2 separate regions of the Mus musculus genome follow, and region 1 is linked to region 2. The links are chromatin contacts, called in public Hi-C maps. All regions are on one chromosome and are shown on one strand. The core of a region is the stretch at or near the end of the contact, and the rest is flanking DNA. Distances in the headings are between cores, read along the strand shown. Region 1 overlaps Tmem72 (transmembrane protein 72). Region 2 holds the start of Depp1 (DEPP1 autophagy regulator).

Region 1 (7,143 bases), core at 1,821-4,320, 44 kb after region 2:
TGGAATGAACTACAATCCGGAATTGGAAGGCTCACCAGTGACCCTTATCTGGAGGCTTGGAGATCCTTATCTGGATCTTGGTTTGAAGATCTTGAGCCACAGTGGCTATGGATTCCAGAAGATTGAATCTCCGAGTTTAAGGAACACACCTTTAATCTGGGCTACACCTTTCATCTGGGATTAAAGGTGTGGTGGAACATACCTTTAATCTGGGCTACACCTTCTGCTGGAGACAATATAAGGACATTGGAAGAAGGGAGCTCTAGCTCGAGCTCTTGCTCCTTCGCCTGCTTGCTGCGTGAGACTGAGTAACTGCTAGATCCTTGGACTTCCATTCACAGCTGCGACTGAACAATTGTTGGGAATTGGGCTGCCGACTGTAAGTCATCAATAAATTCCTTTACTATTTAGAGACTATTCATAAGTTCTGTGACTCTAGAGAACCCTGACTAATACATAGCCATTGTGAAGCCACTCAAGTAGGGGAGTGGGGGATCTCCTTTGGAGAAGCCCACACCATCACCACCGTGTATCAGTTATGTAATATCCTTCCCCCCACCTCCTCCCCCATCCCCCTCTCTCTGCCAGCACCCACATATACGTGAACGGTGTACTATCCTCATCTTTATCCCATCAACTCTATAACTTGGTTTCACTCTCAGTTGTCTTGAAATTGTTTACTCCTCTGGAGTCAGTGCTCTGGCTTTACCTGACTGGAAGCCGTTGAGGGAAGCAGTTGTTAGGGAGACTGCGCTGACCTGCAGCCTCTCCACCCCCAGGGTAGCACCTGTTTAAATGATAGGACCAGAGAAATTTCTGGGCACGCTCAACTTGTATCATGAAGTCAGTAGACGTTGTGATATAGTTAAGAATAAGGGAAAAGATGCTTTTGGTACAGAACATGTTTTAATATAAGGATCTGCCGCCTCTAATGGCGCTGGCCTCACTTAGAGTCTTAGACTGGGAAGGATGAACCAAGGCTATCAAGACCCACTCTCTCCTATGCTCACCCATCTAGGAAAAGTATCCCCCAAGATCCTTTGCTGCTGAGGGCTTGGCCAGAAAGAAAGAATGGAAAGCTCAGAGATCTGCCCTGGGGAAAGGCCTCTTTCAGAACAGAATGTGAAGAATTCACACTGAGTCCTCAGAAACATTGTAAATACATCTTGGAGAGAATAAATAAATAAAAGGGTGTTCAGAACACCCTGGTGCTGGTAGCAATAAACAAATCGCTGAATCCTCACTTAATAGAGAACTAGACGCAGAGAGCCAAGGAGACTCCTGTGGGATCAGCCTATCCTGGGAGATGCAGAAACTGCTGCTCAGTGCAGCCTGTGCCCATTTGGGAGCAGTCAGGTCAGGGTGTGTGGAGGCTCCAGTTACCTGATTCAAGTTATGACGTGCTCAGGACAGTAAAAGTTACAAGGATACAAAGCAGATTAGTGGTTTCATAGGACAGAAACTGGGAGGCGAGGGGTGAGTCTTAGTGGTTACAGGGCTGGATTTCTTTTTTTGGGGGGTGGGGGTGGGATGAGCATATAATGAACTTGAGATGTGAATGCATATAATGAACTCAGATTAGAAATACACTAAGATCCACTTAACTGTATGGTTTAACTTGGTCAATTTTATGACAGCAAACTACATCTTATTAAGGATGTTTAAGAAAAGCAAAGCAAGCTAACCAACCAACCAACCAACCAACCAACCAATCAACCAACCAACCAACCAAGAACCAAAGATTTCTAACACTATATAAGCTGATGAGAGACTGCAGTGGTTTGAATGAGAAATGTCACCCATCTAGTTGGTGCTGCTGTTTGGGAAAGTTATGGAGACGTTAGGAGGTGCAACCTCACTGGAGGAAGTACATCCCCAGGGGTGGGCTTTGAAGGTTCACAGCCTCATGTCACGATTGCCCTCCCCACTCGGCCTCATTTTCAGTGTGTGGATGAAATGTGGCCAGCTGGCCTCTAGCTCCTGCTGCATGCCAGGTCTTCTCTGTTATCATGGACTCTAGCTCTCTGTAAGAACTGTAAGACACACACACTGTTTCTTCCTTAAGTGCTTTTGGTCATGGTATTTTATCTCAGCAACAGAAAGTAACTAATACAGAGAGAGAGACACAGGGAGAGGACCTGGCTCCTCTTGGTTAAGGGCTTTGTTCCCTCTGGCCTCTGGCCTCAGTCGGGCTGGAAGCTCTGCTCCCTGACCTTCAGCCTTGCAATCTGGAGTTAAGAACCATCTCCTAGGTCTGCACTGGCCTCACCTCACACAAATTCATGGTATCATGGTAGTGTTTTCTTGTTCTTCCTCACCGTGAGATCCCCGTAGTAACAAGGACATACCCACCCATGCCCCATATTCCATATATTTTATTTTTCCCTGACTGCACTATCTAACATCCTTCATTGGAAAAGCCCCCTTGGCCATCCATCAGCTGCCTATCTTTTGACCTGAGGGATGAGACCTACTCCAGGCCCCAGCTTGCTTTCTGCCTTCACTCCTCACAGTCTTAGCAACGCATCTTCTATTTCAAAAAGTGTTCTGTCCATCTGGGATGCTGGCTGTGCTAAGCACCAGGCTAATACCAGCTTCTAGGGTGTCTCATTTCAACACATTTCCAAAACAAAACAAAGCAAGACAAAACCAAAACCAAAACAAAACGACGTCATAGGTGCTGATCATTGTACCGTGAACATCTTCCTTATCTAGACTATAAAGTACAAGATTTGAGGCTTACCCATCAGAGAGCCCTGAAGTGGGTCCCCTCCTCAGACACAAACTATAGGACTCTTAATTTCTGTTGCTCGCTCACTGGGGGTCAGCTATGAGGAATAACATGCCTTTATTATTTTTTTTTTCTGGCAGTAATCCTGTGGACCAAACATACTATTTAGAAAAGATACTTTGCTAAACTTTTTACTGAGAACTATCTAACTCAAATTCCCTGCCACCTCTGTAGTTCCAGGATGCCGCCATGCCTGCCTGCTCGCTACCCTCTCCCCTGTGCCCTTCCCTCTGCTTCCTCCCCTCCTGTCTATTTTGAGTGATCATCTACTTAACAGAGGATCTACTCCCACGTATCTAAGCATGGCAGAGGTACTTCCCTATGCTGTGTGGCTCTCTGGGGCAGTCTTCTTGGGGCCTGAACTACAATGACTACTCCATGCTATGTCCTAGCCATTTCTGCTACAGATGGCCACAGGTTCTCAGACCCTTTTAGATTGAACCATCTATACCACCTACTTGGACTCTGAACACTGCTCATACTGTTGGATAGGGGGTAAGTGAGGGGAGGGCAGGAAGCCCTGAGTTATCCTTCTGGAATGAGAGATGCTCTTCTGGTCAGCTTTCCTGGCAGTGAGCACAGAGTGGTATTGTTTTCCTTGGTGATTCTGAAATGCCTGCTGCCGAGCCCAGTCCCAGAGTATGCTGAGAATGTAGCCCACTGCCAGGCTGTTCTCACTTGAGATCCGAATCTTCTTTTCTCATATCTACCCTGAGCAATCTTGCTTACGATGCTAATATAGCCCTGGGCCTTTGGCACCAGTAGGTTGTATCACAAGCAAAACATACCATAGAGTTCTTGCTGAAGGCTGAACCCTTTGTTGGGTGCAAGGGTGAACTCATGTCTTCTGTTCCTTTAGGGCTTAGAAAGTTGGGTCAGCAGCCTTGTGGAGAATGAAGCCATGGTCTCTTTTCCCACCTTTTGACAAGGAGACTATGTTGATTACACATGTCAAAGCTTCATTTGTACCTTGCTGGAGGTCACCACAGATCTGGCTTGGTACACTATCTCATTGTTCTGAATGCCCAGCTACCACTAGGATGCGAACAGCTGGCCAATGGAGACCCTGAGTTCTCTGCAGGGACTGTGGCTATTAGGACTCTTCTGGCAGGTCCATCCATCTGCAGACCTCTAGCTAAGAAGCTCAGAACAGGTCAGTGGCCATGAGAGAAGGCAGAAAGTGTGGGGTCTGGGAGGGAGGGATGATGGGAGTTGTGTCAGAGCTGGTTTCTTCTGGTTCACTGTCACTATCACCCAGACCTTCAGTGAGGGATGGGATGATTCTGACCACATTGTCTTCAAAGTGTACCTGCTTTTTCTTGGCCAAGGAGTCAGCCGGCTCCAGTGCCAGTTCCATTAGGGTATCTTGGGTCTGCAGGACACGTGGCTTCTTGGTCCCCTTTAGGATGCTCTTCATGTGGATAAAGAAGGAGCCAGGCCCCTCCTTGAAGGCCTCATGGAAAGTATAGGTTTGCTCAGTGTCCCCAGAGCCTGTGGTGCTCACGACGCTGCTGGAAGGGTCTGTGTACTGCTCTGTGGGGGGTGCCACCTCTGGAGCAGCCTTTTTTTTCTTTCGCTTGCTCAGCAGGAAGTAGGCCAGGCCAGTGATGATTAACATGGAGCCTGAAAAAGATCTGGGAGGTCAAGACACTGGACAGACATGCCATGGAGGAAAATCAGAGGTAGAGCAAGCCTATCAAAAGCACCACTGCTGTACTGTACTGTACAGCCATGCTCAGCACCCTGATAGGTCTAGCCTTCACACACCCACACCAGACTCTGGGGCTGATATGATGGCATGACACAGCTTAAAGGTTCAAAGAGGACCAGTGCTGTGGGGGGCCAGGGTACAAAGGAAGGGATCTGTCTGCTCTCTGTGCCCCACATCCCCTCCATATGGAGAGTTGGTCTTGGTATTGACTTCATTACACCTTCAGTTTCCCTCTTGGGGTGGATTATCAAGGGCAGGCATGTGTGATGGCTTTGCTAGATATGGATTCTGCTGGGGATGTTGGATTTGTTGGATGTCTTCTCACTCTCAGAAATGTGGAGATTCCCCTAGTCCTCACCCAGTGAGCTTGGGGAGATGTGAATTTCTCATGTTCAGTGGCACAGAGACTACTGCTCATGAATCATCTGGGCTAGCCTGTAGACTCTGCTACAGGGTCTGCAGAAGCCAGGAACCTGACCACCAGTGCCCACCAGTCCTAGGGTCTCTTCAGTCTGCCTTTTCAGAGGGCAGGGCTTGTGGTTCACTCAGTGTCAGGGTGGATCCTTCTATTACTTTCTTCAGGGGCCGTGGCACATTTGCTAAAGAGGAGAGCTTAGTCTCCTTCAGTTTAGTCAGGGGCTCTTTTGGTCTTTCTGATGGGCCCTGGGAGGGCAGTGTATGTATAAATAAAGAGAAATCAAAAGGAGGGTTGTAGAAAAGAAGGTAAGAGACAGAAATGTAGAGGTGGGGATGGATGTCAGTTCTGGGGTTAGAAATTGAGCCACCCTGCAAGGCACTAGGAGGAGGAACAGAAGATAAGCTGACATGCTGTTTAGTGTGCCTTCCTAACCCAAGCCTGGAGCTTACAGCCGAGTGGGTAGGTAGCCAGGAGATATGCAAGGGTCTGGGCTGAGGATTAGCCATTTCACTCTTTGAAAGTGGCCAGAGAGAAGACAACTCAGAGTCCCGGTCAAAGGTCCAACCTCTGGATGGCTACGTCCAGGAGGGCTTCACCTCAGGATGTTCCCACTGCTTGGTCAGCATAGTGGACATCTGACAGTCATGCTCACATACTGGGTCAGAGAGGGTAGACAGGCTGGTAGGGACTCTGAGAGACAGAACCTGCTCCTCCTACTTAGGTCACATCTGTGAAGGACCCACATATGTCCACTACCCCTGGTGCTCCTACCTGGAATGGTCACATGCCAGACCAGGACAGGGTGGAGGAAGCAGGCCACTGACAGCAGCATGTAGGCGAGGAACTTCTGGAAGCAGCCCAGCCAGTGGGCCCTCTCCTTCGCTCTGTGTGCCAGAGACCCCGGCTGGCACCTGGGGGATGGGGTTCAGCATTATCAGGTTAGTAGAAATCATTACCCCAAAGTCCCAGCTCAGCAGAAGGCCGTGGGAGCCTGGGGCTGAGCCCTGCAGTATCTGTGATCTCTGCAGTAGCCCTTGATGGAGTATCTGCAGGGGATGGAGTCACAGAAGCCCAGGGTCCTCACACTAGGTTCTCTGGTTAGGAGGCTTCCTTGGGACACCCCAGAGGGTCCACAGGCTTCTTGCAACCCATGTGTGCTTTCAGCCATGGTTTTGACCAACAGGAAAGGGAAGCTGATGGAAGTCTTTGGAATTTGGGGGAAGTCTTTAATGTACAAGTAACAGTACAGTACAAGAGCCATCACCCCAGGATCACTGTGTGGATGGAACACTGCACACTACACAAAGAATAAACATACTGGGATTTGGCTGCATCATGCTCGCTGTACCCTGCCAGGCACAGGGCAGAACAGGCCTGGAAAAGCTTCATTTTTTAAAACTGACACACAGGGATCATTCAGGGTAAAGGCAGAGCCCTGATGCTGAGCAGATTTCTTTAGGGACGTGGCCTATAGGTTTCCTTACAGGCAAACTAAGACAATGCCTGTCCTTGGACCTTTGATGCTCTCAGAGCATCACTGTCCACAGGACCTTGCCTGCTATAGCTCCTTGGCACCATCTGGTGTCGGTCTGTGGGTGTATATGTTCATGTCCTTGTGCAGTGGGAGATGATGCAGACAGGACTCTGAGACTAAAACATTTCTGCACATCCCTGCAGTGTCAAGAATCCTTTGAGATACAATTCAGCACAAAGGGGAGCATGCTTCTGCCTAAAGGCTGAGCCTCAGAAGCAGGTACTAGACCCCAAAGTGCTAAGGTCTGGATCTCACTGACCATTTGAGAACCTGGCTACCTGGGCTTTGTTAGCCACAGTCCAGGGTCTGAGCCCTTACCACACTGATGGCCATTTTGACACAGTGAGCACCGGCTAGGCAACAGTGTTGCCTTTGTGGTCTGAATGCTGGAAGAGGCAGAGCCAGTTACTCCACACAGCTCTGTCACCTGCAAGCTGAGCCTTCCACTTGGAGTGGACAACCTGGATACTGGCCCAGAGACTGAATGCCCTGGGGTAGGGAAAGCTGACTTTTCCAGGGAGTCTGGGTAGAGTCAAGCTCCGACTGGATTTGTCCAGCCGAGAACAACAGAAAGCAGGTGATGGAACTGTGCTGACCTCAGCCATCTCCAGTCCTGGTCTTGCCTGCTTCTGGAAGGAGAACCGGTCCACAGTGGCCCAGCAGGACAACCTCAGCCATGGCCTGCAGGT
Region 2 (7,743 bases), core at 3,060-5,559:
AAGGAACGGGAGTGATGAGAGGAGATAGCATTCAGTAGAGAGACTGTGAACATGGGCTGGGCGAGGGATGGCTAGTAGGACTGCCTCTACCTTGACAGGGGTTGGCGTGGGAAGCATGAGTCATACTTGCAACCTTTCCAAGGAGTCTTTATGTTCTAAGTCATGTTGCTCAAAGTTGTGTACCAGTGACCAGGGACACCTGGGGTAAGAGCTACTGTGTCACCCACATGTATTATCTATCTATCTATCTATCTATCTATCTATCTATCTATCTATCTATCTATCATCTATTGAGTGTGCATGTGTACTCAGGTAGGTAAGTTTATATGCACCACATTTTGCAGGAGCCCATGGAGGACAGAAAAGGGCACTGGAATCCCTGGAAATAGAGTTATAGGCAGCTCTGAACCACTGTATGCATGCTGGAAACTGAACTAAGGTCAGAGCAGCTGCAACTTCTGATCCAACTCTCCAGCTCCTTCACATATATGTTTTTAAAACAGTGTTTCTGTATGTGAGCCTGACCTGGGTTCAAACTCAGAATTCCTCTGCCCTTCAGTTTACTGAGGGTTGTAATCTCAGGCAAACTTACATCACCATGCCCATCTTATCTGCATATTTGGCAAGGACAAAATTCTGAATGTGTGCCTCTGAAGAATCATTGCGCAAAGAAGCAAAACTCAGACTAACTGCCTTTGTCCTGATGGTAAAATAAATCGGATTTTAAATTCTGGTAAATTGATGCAAACAGAATCTGTCACTAATGTGAAGCAGTAGCGAAAATAAATTTGGATGAATCCCTAAAATTTCCTTTCAAGGAGATCCCAGTAGGCTGAGGACATAGCTCATTAGTATAGCACTTAGGCGTGGGTTCTGTCCCCAGCACCATAAAGCAGGTGTTGGGAGCATGAAATTATTCTCCTGGAGGAGGGGCAAAGGTCATATCATCCCAGGGAGGGCACCCTAAGTAAGGTTGTGTGTTGCAGTGGGTAAGGCCAGAAAGGACTGAGGTAACCACTGAACAGGAGAGGGGTTTGGTCTGCGCTCCATTCCTAAGCCCCATACAGCAGTGAAGCGTCTACCCCAAGGCTGGGGTACCCACTGGGACAGAGAACTCCACATATAATGTGGTGCACCATGATAATAGACATCACGGAGGTCCCTGGCTCCACTCTACCTGCCAGACACTCACTGGAGGTAGCTGAGCCTCTCAGGCACCCATGTGGCAGACGGCAGGTGCACTCGCTCCCGATCATCCTGCATCTGCAGCCGGATGGGTCGTCTGAGTCCCCAGGCAATGTTGAGGAGTCCTTCGATGATCAGAGTCCCTTCTTCCTGTGGGAGAAACACAGGTCAGTCATTTCAAAAATCCAGAAGCTTCCCTAAAGATGTCTGTCCTTCCTCTTTGTGACCTGCTCGGGAACACGATGCTCAGCCCCCCAACCCTCCCAGGGAAGAGCGAGCTGTGTGTGCATGCTTCAGTGCACGAGGGCAGGGACCAGCAGGAGGACACATGAGGTGTTCCTTCCGCTGCTAAGTCCAGGCCCGGCCAAAGGCAGGGCGGAGGCCAGCATGGAGCTGCTGAGTCAGGTGTCCCCTAGGACACCGCAAGTGTCTGGCAGGCACGTCTACACTGCCGGGAGGAAGCACGAGCGGGGGGAGGCATGCCTGGACACTTGTACTGGGCTAGGCTCCTTGACTCAAAGGGCACTGGGACAGAGAATCCCATAGCCACCAGGCTCTACTGGACATCCTACTGTCTGTGTTCCCTGCCTTGTTTTTCTCTCCACACATCCATCAGTGGCAATGCCAACTGCCTTTTTTTTCCCCTAATGGTGGATGCTGGTTTGCCTAACACTTCTGGGACATTTCCATGGTCTATCATGAGTATTTCATGCTATTTTCATACTGAACCTTCAGCCTTCTCCGACTTCCTTAGGTCTCCAAATGAAAGGACTGCTACTCAACCCACAGTATTCCACCCCACAGGCACCCTCCTGACTCTGGCTCAAACTTCTTCGGTCCTTGGTTCTTTGTCTCTGACGTATTTCCAGCCTCTCTCTCTTCATGGGACTCTCTAGGCTCCCTGTACTCTATGATTACTCCATGAGCAACTGTACTGTCCGGGACCTACCTGAAACCTCTGGCACCACTGAGAGACTCCAGCCTCACTCTCTCATGGCTCTCACCCTATATTTTATTTATTTACATATACGTCTTGGGCCAAGAACATTTAATATAAGAGTCCCACATGTACCCCTATTCTCCCCGTACCTCTTTTCTCTTCTCTTCTCTTTGGGTATTTATTCAGTGATGTTCTACATCCAGTTACCGCTTAAACCGTAACTAATCTCTTTTCATATCTATTTGCCACACAGTTCCCATCTTGGATGGTGGCATGGATAGGCCTACTAACCATGATTCATGATGGCTAACACGCACACTGAAGATGTTTGAGAACACAACGGATGATGGTGATGACGTGGGGTCTAATTAAGAGTTCAGCCAAGCTTCCTAATCCATGGAACAGGAAGCTAAGCAAAGCCTGCGATTAGGTCTCTGCTATGGAGTGATGCTAAGGCATGGTGGTGAAGGGTGTGCTAAGTGAGGTCTGAAGACTCACATACTTAATGGCTACTTAAACGTACAGCACAGGGGATTGCAGTGGGCCTGGTGCTGCCCCGTGGATCTCTAAGATTCATTCATCTGGAAGAACTGGGGTCCCTACTTCTCTTTCTTCCCTACCACTCTTGATAGCCATCTTCCTTCTTTCTGCCTCTATGCATTTGAGTTATTTTGGATTCCACACTACACTTAAGTGAAATCATGCCCCACCCACTGCCCCATGGAGTCTCCTCTCTCTTCATTGTCCTGGAAAGCCCCCGTGAAAACAGGGATGTCATGAGAACCTTCACGTGGGGATGGCCTCACCCCCACTCACAGTGTGGATCTCATGGTCGGCTAACAGTCATGCCTAGTTTCAAACACCTCACTGACCACAGAGAGAAGAGTCTAAGGCTATCAAAACCACACACAGCTTCCTGATACGGCCTCACAGTGTTTGCCTAAACAGTCAGGCAAAAGGCTGGAGTCCTGTGGAATCATTCAGGTGTAAGTTGGGAATTGTCACCTGACTTAAGCATTGTTCAGTATCTCCAATGTCCCCATGCCTTTACCCATGACTCTAATGCTACACTTGGAATGCATAGACACAAGACCAGCAGCTCACCATGCTGCAGGAGGCTAGTGTCTGTCCAGCCCTCATGTATCAGACCTGAACGTACTGTTCCCTCTGTAACTCCTCTTCCTCCCGCTTCTGAGGGTAGGTGAGCAGAGGCGCTGAGGCCTGAGAAACGCAAAGCCGGTTCCTTCCCAGGGCTGTCCATCTTGCCTTCAGCTGCCACTGTGTTGGTATCACCCTTGGAGTCCCCTGGTTTCTCACAGCTGCTGTCATTTGCCCGAGCATGGCATCTGGCAGAAGCCACACTACAGCTCCTTACTCAAACCTATAGTGCCTTGCCCTTGCTTTGGTATCATCTGGCCCACCTGACCTGGACCACCCCCTCTTCTGCTGCTCCACAGCCCTTCGGCGCTCTATTTTGCAGCCATCCTGAGTGCTGAGTCACTGCGCCTGCCCACTGATGACTCCATAATCCTTCTCACTGGGAAACAGGCATCATACGTGGTGATTTGTCCACAGTATTTGCTATGCCATTAGCAGTCACTGGCACATGCCTGGCCAACAACGGGCAAGCAAATTTCTCCTTGAAAGTATCTGAGATGTTATGAGAGAAGTCAGACAGACTGTCAAGCTGCCCCGGCACTTGTGTAAGGTGATGTCCCTCACCCTGCAAGCCTCATGTGTTATCATGATCATAAGTGTAGGCCTGGAACTCAGCAAAACTTAGCACAAGGCTGGCGTGTCACAGGATCACAGGTCCTGGGGTAATCCATAGTAGAAAATACTGTGCTATACCAGACAGGGGTGGAAGCCCATGGGGGTCCTATGGAGGTCCCAGGTTCCAGCAGTCCCCAGGTCCCAGGAACCCCCAGGCTGGCTTTGCTCTCTACCCATAGTAAAGCTGTCTAAGTCAGGTGAGGTGGCTGCCCCACACCTCACCCTACAGTGTAAATATTTCCCAACCTCCTGCAGGCACATACACAAATTCCAGGCTGGCAGCTGGGCCAAGCCCCACCCTCTGTGCTTTCCCCTGAGAACCTTCCAAAGTGCTGTTATTTTGAGCTTTTCCTGACAATGATTGATGACCGGAGGAACCGTGTAAAAGCAGCAGTGTGTGTTGGGTTTGCCAGACCGCACAGGGGAAGAAACCACAGCACATCGTCCTGACTGTCCTCTTCCCAGGGACCAAGAGCTAGAGACCCGGCTGTGACTGCCCGCCTCTGGGGCTTCCTTTAGAGGAGACAGTCTTTACCCATCTAGACTCCTGCCACCCTGACTGCTGACTTACAGGTAAGAAGAGCAGCCACCCTTTGGCTTGACACTTTTAAAACACGGGGCTAGTTTATCTCTGAGAGCATCTCTCATCCCGAGCTTTCACGGCCTGACTACTGGATAGAGAGCAGGGGGGTGGGTACCACCGACCACTATGATAATAAGGTGTTTATACAAGGCCTTTGTGTTTACAGGAGAGCTGTGATGTCAAAGCTATGTCTCCGTGAATTTCCCCATATATCCCTGCCAGTGGGATGTTTATAACCCTATTTTTCAGACAAGTAATTAGAGGTTTAGAGAGGTGACATTGCCAGTCTCTAAGTCATTAAGTGGCAGAGACGAGTTTAAAACCTAGGTGTTCTCTGACCCCACATTAATACCCCCCCCCCCGTTTTCTTACCTGTTCGTTCTTCATTTTAAAATTTTTAATTAATTTATTTTATTTTATATGCATGGATATTTTGCCTACACTAATGTATGTGTGCTACACACATGCCAGTCAGACCCCTGGAACTTGATTTATAGATGGCTAGAGCCACTATGTGTGTGCTAAGAACTGAACTCAGGCTCTCTGCAAGAATAAGTACCCTTACCACTGAGCCCCGACTATCTGGCTATTCTTAAACAACACTAATGATGAAGCCTTAGTGAGCTGGGTACTTTGGTGGTAGCTGGAAGGATGAGTGCGGGTGGGGGCAGGGGGGTGAGCCTTGGTCTCAGATCTGCAGGTTTCTTATTGTTTTCTGGGTACCCGAGCCCCGTGTAGCATCTCCGATGAGGGAGAGGAAGTAGGAGGGTGTCAGGGTGGCATGGCGGGCTCGCCACTGGTTTCCTCTTGGCTAACAGGTTGCTTTTGCTTTATTAGCAGCTATGAGGTCCCGGCTTCTGCTGCCCGTGCCCCATTTGCCAACGATTCGGGAAATGTCAGAAGAGCTGTCACATGGGGCAGCTGGGCAGGAACCCCCAGCGTCCCCCAGCCTGGATGACTACGTCAGGTGTATCTGTCAGCTGGCACAGCCCACCTCAGTGCTGGACAAGGTCACAGCCCAGAGCCGTCCCAACAGACCCTCCCGGCCAGCCTGGACTCGAGAGAAGAGGCGCCAGGCCGAGTCTCCAGGAGACAGCTCTCTTTGCGTCAGCAGCCTGCAGCCCACACTGCCCTCTCCCGGCACTGACAACCCTCTGGACTGGCTCTTTGGGAAGTCACAGGGAGAGCAGGCAGATGGGAGAGGTCGACCCAACAGGACTGGTTCTTCAGATCCCTGGGATGTGCCCAGACAGATGGGCAAGGACACGGGGAGACTCTGTGAGGCCAGGGTACCTGAGCACTCTCTGGGAAGAAAACCAGGGCCCAGGCACCAGACCTCCGACCTGAAAAGCTGGACTTCTAGAAAGTCCTGCCGGGCCTTAGCGTCCGTCTCCAGCTCTCGCCCCAGCAGTATCCTAGGTACTCTCTATTTGCACCTCCCAGTGATCCATGAACTCTAACTCCTACCCCAGGAAAAACCCATAAAGGATATGGTGGGCCCCTGTGCTCTCTCTAGCTTTCCTCTCCTGTGGTGGACACTTCCTGGCAGGTCTGCAGGGACTGGGCAATTCCTAGTGAGACCCATCCTCTAAAGAGCGATGACAGTCTAGCTCCCACAATGCGACTTTGACTGGTACCTTTTGTGTCTGGCTGGCCCGTGACTTTGAAGCGACTCAGTGTCCTCTATGTCTTGGTTTTATCATGACTAAAGTGAGTGTAGGTGGAGTGACCACCTCCCAGATTGCTCTAATGAGGAGATGCGGGCTGTACTCTGGGTGGCTGCCACAGTCTCATGAGAAACCAAGGGCAAAGGACCAAGGAAAAGGGTCTCAGGCCCCTAAAGCAGTGGCTTTCAACCATCCTAATGTTGTGACCTTTTAATACAGTTCCTCATGTTGTGTGACCCCCCAACCATAAAATGATTTTTGTTTCTACTTCATAACTGCAATTTTGTTACTGTTACGAATCATGGTGTAAATCTTTGAGCTTTCCAGTGCTCTTAGGTGGCTTCTGTGACAGGGTCGTTCAACCCCGAAAGGGGCTGTGACTCAGGTTGAAAAACACTGTCTTAAAAGCATCCAAGGAAGGGCCTGGCCTCTATGCTCTACCTTCAGGCATATATTTCCAGAGGCCCAACAAAAGATATGAGGTCTCAGCAGATGTATTACTGTGTTTCATAGGGATTGTCACCTAGGTACCCAGGGGACATGCTATCTTGACTCCAGTGTCCAAATCTCATTGTGGTACCAGAGAATTAGAGAATTCTCATGCTCAGGGCCAAAACAGAATGCAGCACGTAGCCTGCAGGCTGTCACATACTGGGTCTAGTGGTCTCATCTCTGATTTTCTTGCATGTGCCCACCAGCTTCACCTAGGCCCTTGTTACAGAAGGGGGCACATCACAAAGCTGTCCAACCCCATTATTCTGGCTAGGTCGGGATGTCCTAAGGCTTTGGAAATCCAGACCAGCACTGAGTTCCCCCAGTCCAGAGAATGTCAGCTCCTGGAGGCATCTACCAAGCAGGGAAGTTTGGGACGGGAGGGTTTCCCTTCTCAGAGAGGTGGGTGTGGTCTTGGAGACTGGAAAAGAATCAGGACTCAAGGCCCAGCATCTGCTCCCTTGTATGGGCTGGAGCCAGCTGACCACACTCAGGATGGAAGGGTCTAGGAAAAGAGAGACGTTAACCACTTTCATGTCCTCTTTTGCATATATATTCTTAGAATCAGAATGCAAACCACACAGCAAAAAGAAAATACTTCAGACAAGTGGTCTATTCAGTTTTTTTTCTTTGTTTGTTTGTAAAATGCAGGAGACCAACACAATCCTTTGTCCTTGACAGGAATTGCAAATCTGTACACATGGACATAGATAGAGGTGCAGTTTGCATCTATCACAGCCTCAAACTGATCTTCTACAAGAAAGCCCTTAGGCAAAATGTCCCCAGGTATGATAGGAAGGCAGATCTACTGCAGAGGGGGTAGCTGGCTGGAGACTAGATGGGCACTAGATGAGACACCGAGCCTCTTTACGTCGTCCCCATCTGTGAAGCAGTGTGGAAACTGGGTCAGAGGGAGACTCCTGGCACGTGGCAATGCATTAGTGAATGTTCCACCGGGAACTCGCTCAAATATTCTCTGACGTGAATGATGCTAATCAGCAATTTCGAAGGTGCTCTCCCCACAGCACCCTGCCATACCTGGTCCCACCCAGGGGAGTCCACTAAAGATCTGGCCAGACAGTCTAGTACACAGTTTGTGCTCC

Evidence for each region. Hi-C and Micro-C count contacts between places; a contact is called where the count stands out from the background.
Region 1: a Hi-C map of bone marrow-derived dendritic cells shows a contact between it and region 2, with 4 times the contacts expected there. The contact joins the enhancer-like site here to the promoter of Depp1 in region 2. A contact is called at or near these places in 7 of 39 promoter capture datasets (the C10 cell line, cancer-associated fibroblasts, embryonic stem cells and 3 more), 7 of 15 datasets of contacts at CTCF or cohesin (embryonic stem cells, hippocampal excitatory neurons, large pre-B cells and 2 more), 181 of 484 Hi-C or Micro-C datasets (the 63-12 cell line, the AML12 cell line, the AtT-20 cell line and 94 more), 27 of 115 datasets of contacts at active chromatin or transcription factors (the HPC-7 cell line, the NIH/3T3 cell line, Th17 cells and 14 more) and 7 of 9 other capture datasets (adipose tissue, embryonic stem cells, embryonic tail and 4 more).

The regions. Positions count from the first base shown.
Region 1 is chr6:116,691,116-116,698,258 of GRCm38.p6, forward strand. Tmem72 (transmembrane protein 72) reads right to left here. Exons shown (of 5, transcript NM_178768.4): 4 at 5,692-5,831; 5 at 1,610-4,414. The coding sequence ends at 3,936. Among named protein-coding and RNA genes, the nearest start is that of Rassf4, 21 kb to the left of the region's middle. Within about 2 kb of position 3,071, at least 54 of the 459 cell types and tissues checked have an H3K27ac peak or open chromatin away from gene starts, as enhancers often do. A contact at or near this core is called in the 63-12 cell line, B cells, the C2C12 cell line and 19 more, where this site is marked.
Region 2 is chr6:116,646,375-116,654,117 of GRCm38.p6, forward strand. It overlaps Depp1 (DEPP1 autophagy regulator), which reads left to right and starts at 4,310. Exons shown (of 2, transcript NM_145980.2): 1 at 4,310-4,471; 2 at 5,319-6,473. The coding sequence starts at 5,324. The coding sequence ends at 5,941. Rassf4 (Ras association (RalGDS/AF-6) domain family member 4) reads right to left here. Exons shown (of 11, transcript NM_178045.4): 4 at 1,193-1,335.